2 separate regions of the Pan troglodytes genome follow, and region 2 is linked to region 1. A link is a contact called in public HiChIP or PLAC-seq data. All regions are on one chromosome and are shown on one strand. The core of a region is the stretch at or near the end of the contact, and the rest is flanking DNA. Distances in the headings are between cores, read along the strand shown.

What was found. HiChIP or PLAC-seq counts read pairs in DNA pulled down with a chosen protein or histone mark.
Region 2: a contact with region 1 is called in an H3K4me3 HiChIP or PLAC-seq map of stem cell-derived excitatory neurons, with 2.2 times the contacts expected there. The contact joins the promoter of CEP68 here to the promoter of SPRED2 in region 1. A contact is called at or near these places in 1 of 7 Hi-C or Micro-C datasets (stem cell-derived neural progenitor cells) and 1 of 1 datasets of contacts at active chromatin or transcription factors (stem cell-derived excitatory neurons).

The regions. Positions count from the first base shown.
Region 1 is chr12:57,280,108-57,285,496 of NHGRI_mPanTro3-v2.0_pri, reverse strand. SPRED2 (sprouty related EVH1 domain containing 2) reads right to left here and starts at 1,476. Exons shown (of 7, transcript XM_063789766.1): 1 at 1,444-1,476. It overlaps LOC104004996 (a long non-coding RNA gene), which reads left to right and starts at 2,623. Exons shown (of 7, transcript XR_010149417.1): 1 at 2,623-2,736.
Region 2 is chr12:57,667,776-57,672,614 of NHGRI_mPanTro3-v2.0_pri, reverse strand. CEP68 (centrosomal protein 68) reads left to right here and starts at 3,417. Exons shown (of 7, transcript XM_016948637.4): 1 at 3,417-3,544. LOC129143137 (proline-rich proteoglycan 2-like) reads right to left here and starts at 4,072. Exons shown (of 3, transcript XM_054677922.1): 1 at 2,931-4,072. The coding sequence starts at 3,872. The coding sequence ends at 3,132.

The DNA.
Region 1 (5,389 bases), core at 227-2,726:
CCACCACGCCCAGCTAATTTTTGTATTTTTAGTAGGGAGGGGGTTTCACCATGTTGGCCAGGATGGTCTCGATTTCTTGACCTCGTGATCCGCCTGCCTCGGCATCCCAAAGTGCTGGGATTATAGGCATGGGCCACCGCGCCCGGCCAAGGAACGGATGTTTTTAAGAATCATTACTCATGCAAAGAAAAAGGTCAACCCAGCACAGCCCAGAAACGTTTGCATTTCCGTAGAAATTATGGAATTTCTCGCGTTAAGAAGCAGCCCCGGCCGGGCGCGGTGGCACACGCCTGTAATCCCAGCACTTTGGAAGGCCGAGGCGGGCAGATCACCTGAGGTCGGGAGTTCGAGACCAGCCTGACCAACATGGTGAAACATCGTCTGTACTAAAAATACAGAATTAGCCGGGCGTGGTGGCGCGTGCCTGTAATCTCAGCTACTCGGGAGCTGAGGCAGGTGAATCGCTTGAACCCAGGAGGTGAAGGTGGCGGTGAGCCAAGATTGTGCCACTGCACCCCAGCCTGGGCAACAAGAGCAAAACTCCATCTCAAAAAAAAAAAAAAAAAAAAAAAAAAAAAGAAGAAGAAGAAAGAAAGAAAGAAAAAGAAACAAGAGACATAGTCCCTATCCCTTGCTGCTCTCCAAACACAGTAGACTTTTCCATCCTCTTGAATGTCCATGGGACAATCCAGATACGATGTTAACTAAATAGCAACCACTGAACAGGTTAAGAGATTAAATATTTGCCTCAGGCTGGGCGCAGTGGCTCATGCCTGTAATCCCAGCACTTTGGGAGGCTGAGGTGGGCAGATCACCTGAGGTCAGGCGTTTGAGACCAGCCTGGCCAACATGGCAAAACCCTGTCTCTACTAAAAATATAAAAATTAGTTGGGTGTGGTAGTGGGCGCCCATAATCCCAGCTACTCAGAAGGCCGAGGCAGGAGAATTGTTTGAACCCAGGAGGAGGAGGCTGCAGTGTGCCGAGATTGCACCATTGCACTCCAGCCTGGGCAACAAGAGCAAAACTTTGTCTCTAAATAAATAAATAAATGCCTCAAATTTAGTATTCCTAAAATTTACATGCATATAAGAGCCACAAATGCTCCAAAAAGTTTCACCTTGAGTCAGGGATAAACTGGTGGTTTACTCCAGGCTTTGTGCTTATCACAGCCATGATCTCTGTAGACATGGAGTGGGGTTCACGCTGGTGATGTGTGGTGGTGGGGAGGGCATGAACCAGGGGATGGAACAGCTTGGTTCTGGTTTTCTCCTAGCAGTCCTGAGACCCCGAGTGAGTTTCTTTATAAAACAGGAATAACAAGGCCAAGCTTGTCTTTATCAGTTTTTGAGGCCATTGAGAGTTCCTGAGAAAGTACTAAGCAAAGGCAAGATCTCATTGTCTTCCAAATCCCCAGATGGCTAAGGAATCTACCCAAGTCTCACCTTTGGCCATGGTTGCTCTTCTACCTTGGAGTGCTGAAAGAGATCCCACCCTGTTATTCCTGAACTTCCCAGAACACAGGCACTTACCCATGTCAAAATTATCCACCCTGTGGGCATCTCTTGGGCTCCACCCTCCAGTTTCAAGGTACACAAATGGCAAGGTGGCAGGTGAGGTGATTAATTTCTGCAGGTAGGCCAGCTCTATGAGCAGGTTAAATTGGTGTCATCACCACTCACTCAGCCAGCTCTCTGCTTAATAGCAGTGAACGACTGGCCCAGCCTATGGACCAGGTTGCCAGGGGAACAATGATAAATATTCTGAGGTCCAGAAGTCCCCAAGTCCCCACTGGGATCACCTGGTACCATACTCCAGCTGGGCTATCTCAGGCAGGCCCTTAGGTCCACTGAGCCTTGGGTTCAGTGTCTGTTGGGTCGGAATAGTACCCACAACATAGGGTTGCTGGGAATCTTAAATGGGCTATACAGATTCCTGATAGCCCTTTCCTCTCTCTGGCCAGCTGGTTTACCAAATGCCCCCCTCCACTCTGTCCTTCATGTTCCTTTAAATGAAGCCTGCCAGTTCTCTTCTGTCTTGTTCAACACCCAAAAGGGGCCTTTTGATGGAAACATTACTAGCAGGTCACTTCTTGGTCCTCCCCATCAATTACTGTGGTTGAGGCAAGTCTGACTCCTGCAGCTCCATAGAATAAATGAGGACATTGGGCGAATAACTCAGATATGTCTGTTGATCTGAACATCAAGGTGTTATCAAAGTCCATTGGATTGTTGCTGGAATAGGGGATATCACAGATTTAGGGCTTTAATTGATGTCACTGCTGAAAGAGCTAAGGACCCACATCCCTGTCTCTCCCCACAACCGGCAGAACAGGGGGCTGCGGGAATCTCTGAACACGATCAAATCAATAGTGCTCAGTCAGAGTAGGATCGTAAAGCTTCAAAAGTAATATCGATCTGCTCACAACTTCACGCAAACCCAGCGGGGCCCCCAGCAGGTCCCCCACCTACAGGCTTCTCAGTTCCGAGTCCTGGGCGAGGGAGCACCCCCACCCCGGCCCTTCCCGCGGGCTGCCCGGAAAGCCCGGAGCGCGGAGCCGGAGCGACCCTCCGCGGCCGGGGACGGGCATGCTCAGTAGCCCCGCAGGTCCTGTTTCACTGGGAAGCCGTCCGCGGCCCCCACCCCTCCCGCCTGGCTCGGGCGCCAGGAGAAGCGGACATTTTAGCCTCCTCTGCAATCCGCTCTCTCGTTCGTGTCCTTCTCCCCCCTCTCGTCCGGTAGGGCCGGCAGTGTAGATTTCCCCAGGGGCGGGGGTGGGATCTGAGCAATCACTCGCCCTCCCCCTTCCCAGGGGCGGGGAGGGGGTGATTTAGGGAGGACTCCACGGGGCCCAAAGGTTCGCACCGCCCCGCCGCGGCCCAGCCTGCAGAAGCCCCCCGCTGCCGCGGCGCCCCCGCTCCCCGCCCCGCGAGGCGCGCGCAGCTGCGCCCGGGCCTGTCCTCGCTTCACCCCCACTCTGCCCCTTCGGTATTTCTCAATGACCGGCGCTCCGAGGACACTTCCGACGCGGAGGGAGGGGGTGTCATTAGCGCTCGGTTATCAGTTCCTTCCGGTCTCCCCGAGCTCAACCCTGCGCGCGGCCGGGCCGCGCCTCGGGCGATCTGGTGCCTTTATTATGATGTTTAAGTAAGCAGTCGTGTGTGCCAAGTGAGTTTGTAGCCCAGCTGTCTCCCCCAAGCCCCGCTGGCAGGAATGGAAACCCAAACTCTCTCGTAATGCAGGGGATGATGCAAACTTAGAAACTGACCCGGCGCCCGGGAATGAGGCCCCCCCGCCCCGGGCGTGCGGCGGCCCAGTAGGGGCATGAATGGCTGGAGCCCGATTGCATAATCCGCGCGGTATAAATAGCCGGCGGGCGGGCCGCTGACGCGCTCGGTTGTGCCGTTATCGTGCAATGCTTCATCCCCGGTGCCGTTCACTCCCAGGTCGTTTTCCCTTTCAGCTGCAATGCCGGGATTTTAAATAGCAGAGATGAAAGGCCCCTGCCCCCGCCTCCCTCCTCCCCTGAGTTCATGTATTATGAATGAAACGGCAGCCTCGCTGCTTCCTGAGGTGCTCCACTTCAGGTAGGAGAGAGACTCAATGTCAAGGCAGCTGGCTACTAAAAGTTGGGTGTGTGCGCGCGTTGGGGAGGGACGGAGAGCAGGAAATAATTGACAGGCTGGGAAACATTCTTTTCGAGAAAATGTAACCGCTCAGGGTTTGCCTCTGGAGTTTCAGTTTACAACTGTACAAGCCTCAGTCAATTTAAGAATGGATTATGCAAAGGGGCTTTCGACTGCGGCTTGCTCGCCCTCACACCCTAGGCCGCTGTCTCTGTGGAAAGTGCTGTTTCATTCAGAGGAGCTGGTTTCTGCCCTCCCAGGGAGGCAGCACACATCCCCTCTCCCCTCTCATCCCCCACTTTAAGATGAGCCCTGAGAACCCTTGAGGGTCTCGAGAAAAGCGAATGCTGGTCACTGTAGCCATTCTCTAGTTCCAGAACCCCTTGGAAGCCTCAGCGAGGTCCAAAGCTGAGTAAGTTTTAAAACGTATTTTTTTTCCAACAGTTTTTCAACAATAGGTAGTCATTTTAAAAATTAAAGGATGAAGCAAGTTTTCGTCTTCTCATGAATACCAGATTTCAACTTAATTTCTTAACATAAAAATGGCCAGTTCTTCACAAATGCATTTCTGACATGTGAAGGGCAATGGTCAAGGTCATGATTTTTTTCATTGGATACCCATTGCTCCAGTCTGCCTTGAAAGCACCAGGGCTCTATGAGGCAGTGGGGATACAGGAGTGAAGAAATCCAGGCTCCTTCCCTCCAGGGATTCGGTCAGCTGGGGCAACAGGCATGTAAAAAACACATGAGGCCGCGAGGTAACAGCTCTGAAAAATGGAGTAAGCAGAAGAGAAAGCAGGGGTCAGGGAAAGGATCCTTGAAAGATGCTGGGAGTGCCCTTAGATAACTGGAAGGGGAGGGATCTCGGGGATAAAGAGCCGGGTTACCACAAAGGCCCTAGGTGCGAAATAACTTTGGGAGGAGGGGGAAGGAGGTGCGGGAAAGGGTGGAGAAGGGTAGAAGCCAGGTCTGGGAGGTCACACAGGCCTTGCTGAAGAAGGTTACCCTTTATTTTGAAATCATGGAACCTTTTGTAGTCGATTCACAGCTGATCTTTGTCTAGTCCCAGATCACTGCAGTGGCTCCCAAAGTTATGCAAATGTGGGGCAAGTGGGCATCCATTGTTCTGGGATTAGGGCATCAAACCAAATTCACAAACTGACAGCTCCTAGGCCAGATAAGGCCCCAGACAAGTTTTGTTTTGCCTGTTTTGTTGTTGTTGTTGTTGTTGTTTTTTAATCAAGCTAACAGCTTAAAACCAGAATATTTCACATAAAACTCAATATTTTTGGTTCCTCCTGAAAAAAATTAAAGACTTAGCAACTGTGAGTGCCAGATTTCTACGGGGTAACAGTCGATGGTTGCTGAGTGGAGGCTGCCCTGTCTGTCAGGCTTCTGGCTCCTGGAGGCATTTGAGCTTTTGACCCCTGGCATAACAGGATGTTTTGTGACTGGGTGAAGGCCCCACTCTGAGACCCCAGGCTGGTAGAGCTTGTCACTGGGTAAAAGCAATTTGCATGAGGAGCGCTGGGCCTCTTGGGAGGCCAATCCCCAATCTCCTTACCAAAGACACTGTATTCTACCTAGGCAGGCAGCCCACAGGCAGGGAGCAGTGAGGCTCCTAAAATAACAATGAACATTGATCCCAGCTTGGGCTCTGTTTCTAGGGAACCCAACCTAAGAGAAGTAGGCTCTCTCCCACCAGGGGAGCTGGAGGGGCTCAAGTGATCAGCTGAGAAAATCACCAAATTTGTGGAACAAGTTT
Region 2 (4,839 bases), core at 2,168-4,667, 390 kb before region 1:
CCCAGGCTGCTGCTCCGAAAGTCCCAAAACACGCACCTGGCCTCTCCTGCATTCCCACTGGCTGCGCCTTGCTCCTGCCCAGAATGAAATCTGGCTCCTGGCCACCAAGCAAGAAGCCACCAGCTGACCAAAAATTTTAATTAAAAAAAAAAAATTAGTTCAAGTGCCCACTGGGAGACAAAACTCTGAACCAATGACCAATAGTTTCTTCCACAGCAGAATATCATTGCTGGTAACAATGGGTGTGATATTTCTCAAATCATACCTAATGATTCTTCTCAAAATTTATACTTTGCTTTTCCTCAAACTAGCTGGTTTAGATATTTTAGTACAATGCTTTAACCAGAACCTACAACAATGGTTCCTATTAACTGAGAACTGAAATTGATGTGGTCTCCTCATGCCACAGGTCACATGTTGTTTGGTGACTGATTTTGACTCTCAGGAGGAAGTGGGGTTGCTGTTACACCACGGAGGCAAGAGGAGCAGTAATAGAACACAGGAGATCTCCTGAGGCACCTCATCACTCTCATGCCAGGGCACAAGTTGATGGCAATGTACTGTACCACCTACAGACAAACTACAGACAACCTACCTACAGGCAACCTCCTCAAGAACAAAAGCTTGCTTAACCCAACCAGGCAAAGAATCCTGGCCAGCTGAGGGGTTGCGTGAAGGAAAGAGGGACCTGGAATGGTTAGCGGAGAAGGAAAATTGTAAATGACAATAAAGCTTCATTACCAGTTACAAAAATGAAGATCGTAACCTCTAACAGTATTTCCCTTCTTGCTGTATTATATATAAATGGAGTTTTTAGCTATTGTCCTTTTCTTTCATTTCCTTTCTTTTCACAATTGTATCTAAAGTCTATCAGTGATGCTTAACTTTACAGTTTAGTCTACACATTACAACGATGGGATGGGATGATGATGAAACTGAAAGGAAGAATGGAACATCACCTACAGAAGTTGGACTTGGGCCAAATACAGTAAATGAGGAGATTTTGAGATGCCCTGCTTTGGGGAAGGGATAAGTAAATTTTGTTATAGGAGAGATGCTCGCATTTTGTTGGATGGCAGCATTTTCATTTACCTTTGAAAGCACTTCTGTGAATGTTGGGCAGCCTAAGAGACGGACTATAGTGAAGCAACTTTTGGCAACCCAGCGTCTCATTCTTCTTATTTGAGGGGAGGCCCCCACACACTGAGTCTTGGTATGAGGCTAGGCCTCCCAGACTAGAAGCCACCGTAGAAATCAGAACTCTCTTTGCCTATTGGCAATTAGAACACAGGCACATAACCTAGACTAGGCCAAGTAAATGGTCCTTCCCAAAACTTGAATCTTAAGTGAGAAGAGTTGAAAAATAATTCATGTCACCACCAAAGGAGCTGGTACGCACCCTAATCAGAGTACCAAAGCAGGATGGCTTAGCTGGTTCCTAACATTTCCAGGCCTGGTTCTCCAGCATTGCTGGTGCAAGGAGTATAACTACAGACAGCTCTAGGCCTACTTTTCCCACGCTCAGAAACACCAAAAGAAAGAGCCTCTTTCTCCCAGCCTCATTCTCTAAAATCCCCGACAAGGGCTCAGATCATCTCAGGTTTGGTCATGTGCACATCCCTGGGGAAATCTGAAAACAAGAGGAGGGAGACTATAGCTGGCCAGGCCTGGGTTCCACACCTCCCCTTCTCCACACCCATCCTGCCTTGGGAGACCACAGAAGTGTGGTGCTAAAGAACCATCTGACCCAGCGGACTGCAGACAATTCCCCAAAGGAAAGTTTTCCCGTCAGGCAAAAACAAAAGCTGCTCACAACACAAAATTACAGAACATCAGAACCAAAAGGAACCTTGAGACTCCTTCATCCTATCCCCTCTCTTTATAGATGAGGAAACCATACAGGATATGTACGCCTGTTTGGACTTTGTACAGTTCTCTGTCCAGCAGGGGTGACTTGGCTGTGGGATTAGGTGACTCCACTGGAGGTCTTCTGTGTATAGAAAAGATCAAGGGTCACAAACACAAATGCCTTCAGGTAGGCAGCAAATGTGTGAAGGCTGGCTGTTACTTAATGGACCAGTGGTGTTGGTGGGATTCAAATTCTTATTAAAAAACAAAAGCAAACAAACAAAGAAAAGCTATGCGATGCCCAAATAAAACCATCTGTGGGCTAGCTGCTGCTGTTGTCAAAAGTTTGTGGCCCCTGGGTTAGACAAAACCTCTGAGCTGTCCTGACAGGTCTGGGAAAACCAAACAAGTCCTTGTCTCCTAAACTACCTGGGACTCAAGAGCTCTGTAGGAAAAAATTTGTACCCTGCACCCAGCTGGGGTTGACATTTACAGACGCCTGTTTCATGAACTGGGGAGATATTCAGTTGAAGCCAGATTGCTGAAAGTGCTGCTGAGAGAAAATCATCAGAAGGGAGGGCCCCTTCCCCACGCCACCCTGGTGGTAGTTCCTCTATGCCTCCGGATTCTAATAAGCAGTAAAAGCTAAAGGGCAGTGTCATTAAGCTCCTAGGGGATGGGATGCAGTGGCTCACACCTGTAATTCCAGCACTTTGGGAGGCCGAGGCGGGAGGATCGTCTGAGTCCAGGAGTTCAAGCCCAGCCTGGGCAACACAGCAAGACCCCATCTTTGCAAAATAGATAGATAGATAGAGATGTATGAAAGTTACTAGGTCCCATGCTGGCAGGGGAGAGAGTGAGCACCCTGGCCTCCCACAAGCTGCCTCCGACTTCCCTCCGACTCCATCACCGATTTCCCATCAGAGCAGGCTGCTCAGAGTCGCTAAGCAGCTACCAGTTCATTTTCCACACCCTTCCCATTCTCCACGAGCCAGAGCTCCACCTCCCCCCAGAAGCTGTCTTCAACCACCCGGCCTGGGGAGCTCCCCTCAGCACTGGCTCCCCGCCCCGCCTCGCTGCACCTGTTCGGGCCTCGGTCGCGCCGCCAGGTCTTGCAGACGCGAATGTAAACAGAAACACAGTGAAAGGCGTTCGGAGAGCCTCGTGACTGCGGCGCGGCGGCGAGCCGGGAACATCAGTGCGTCCAGAGCAAAATGAACGAATGTACGCATGACTCCTGGAGCGATCTTCACGCGGGAAAGCGCGCCCCCCGGCACCCATCCCTAAGCGCCCCAAAATGACCCGCCTTTACACAACCCAGCTCGCAGGCGAAGCTGAGGTCGGAGCTCCAAAAGCGAGGGAGGACAGCCGCTGAAGAAGTCCCGGCTTCCCATAGGCCAGGACGAAGTAGGGGGCGGGCTCATCTTGCAGAAGCGTCCACGTATTGGTGGAGCCGCGGACTTAGGGCTGCGATTCGCTGCGCGAAATTGCCGAAAGCCCTCCCGCGGAGGGAGAAGGGGCGGGAAGAAGGGCGTGGTCAGCGCGGCCGAAGGGCGTGGTTGGCGCTCGGTCCTGCCCTGCGCGTTTTGGGCTGCGGTTGGAGGGCCGCAGTTGCAGTCAGGGTTCGCAAGCTCGGGGCCAGCGCATGGGGCTGCTGAGACCGCTCCGGACGTGCGAAGCGTTCGCGGTGCGGTAGGTAGGCAGTGTCCCGCGTGCGGGTGCTGGTGTCGGGGGTGCCCGCGGCGCTGGGGGCGGTGGCCCGGGCTAGATCCGCGCGCGCGGCCCGGCCCCCTCCCCCGCGTCTCTTCGGTGCCTGCGGAGCCCTTGCGGTGCGGGCCGTCTGGCCTCGCGTCCCCGCCGGCAAGGGCACAAAGGCTCCCTGGGGGGCGGGGGCGCCTCGTGCCTTCGCCTCCATCTTGCGAGCGGAACGGCGTGTGCTGTGGCGGCCGAGGGGTCGGGGCCGAGGCGGGCGGCTGGGCTTGGGAATGCCCGGGCGCGGCGAGGGAGCGCGCGAGTCCGCGCATCTGGCGGCCGAGCAGCTGCGCCGCTGGTCGGCCTGGGCCCCGGGGGAGGTCACTTTCCCTCAGGCCTCTGCCGGGCGTGGGCTGTTTACCCAGCTCCCCAGTCGGGGCTAATGCAGCTCGGGCCTTTTCCCCTGGAAAGATGGAGACCAGTGATGTCTTCTTATCGCCGTGGATGCAGCAGCGCCCAGATGCGGAGAGAAAAAATCAAGATGTCTCATTTTTTTTGCCTCGGAGGGCTACCCTTTCTAACTGTCATCACTAGAACAGTTCTCAGCAGCCTGGGGACGAATGTCCAAAACCTGTTCCAGGCCCTTGATGATTAGTAGGTTGGGTTTAGTGTATTGTTTGTAACAAAAATGAGCGGAAACCTGCCAGGGCAGATTGGACCTCACTGGGAATTCATCAGGACCACGAAGGGAGGTAGCGTTTGTAAATAATCTGGTAACAGTTCTCAGATCTAGGGTATGAAGAGTGTTGTGTTAAAGTGTGTAACAAAGGTTGTTGGGTCAGTTTGCCTTGGGTTTAGTTGAAAGATCTAGAAGTCACCACTTTTTACTTTGTTCCCTCCATTCCCCTTTCCCACCCTCTGTTGAGTCAATTCTGGCCCACTTAGAAAACAACAACAACAAAAAACCCAAGGAATTCAGTTTAACCTCTTTTGCGCAAAGCTTTTTAAAGCACTTCCCCACCCTGCGACTGATAACTCCTCCCTTTTTTGGGCTACCTTCTGCAGCCTCTGTTTTTACTCATCACACTGTATTGTGGTTTCCCCAGCCCCTAGCACAATGCTTGGAACATAAAAGGCACTCAGTGATGGAAGGAAGCCAAAAGGAAACAAAATCAGCGTGGTAGTCTAAAGGTGACACAACAGAAACATTTATTTAACTTCTTGAGCGAGTTATTCTTACAGGTTAGGAAGGCAGCTAAGCTCAGGCTCTCTAAGTCAAACAGGCTTTAGCTCTGCCAT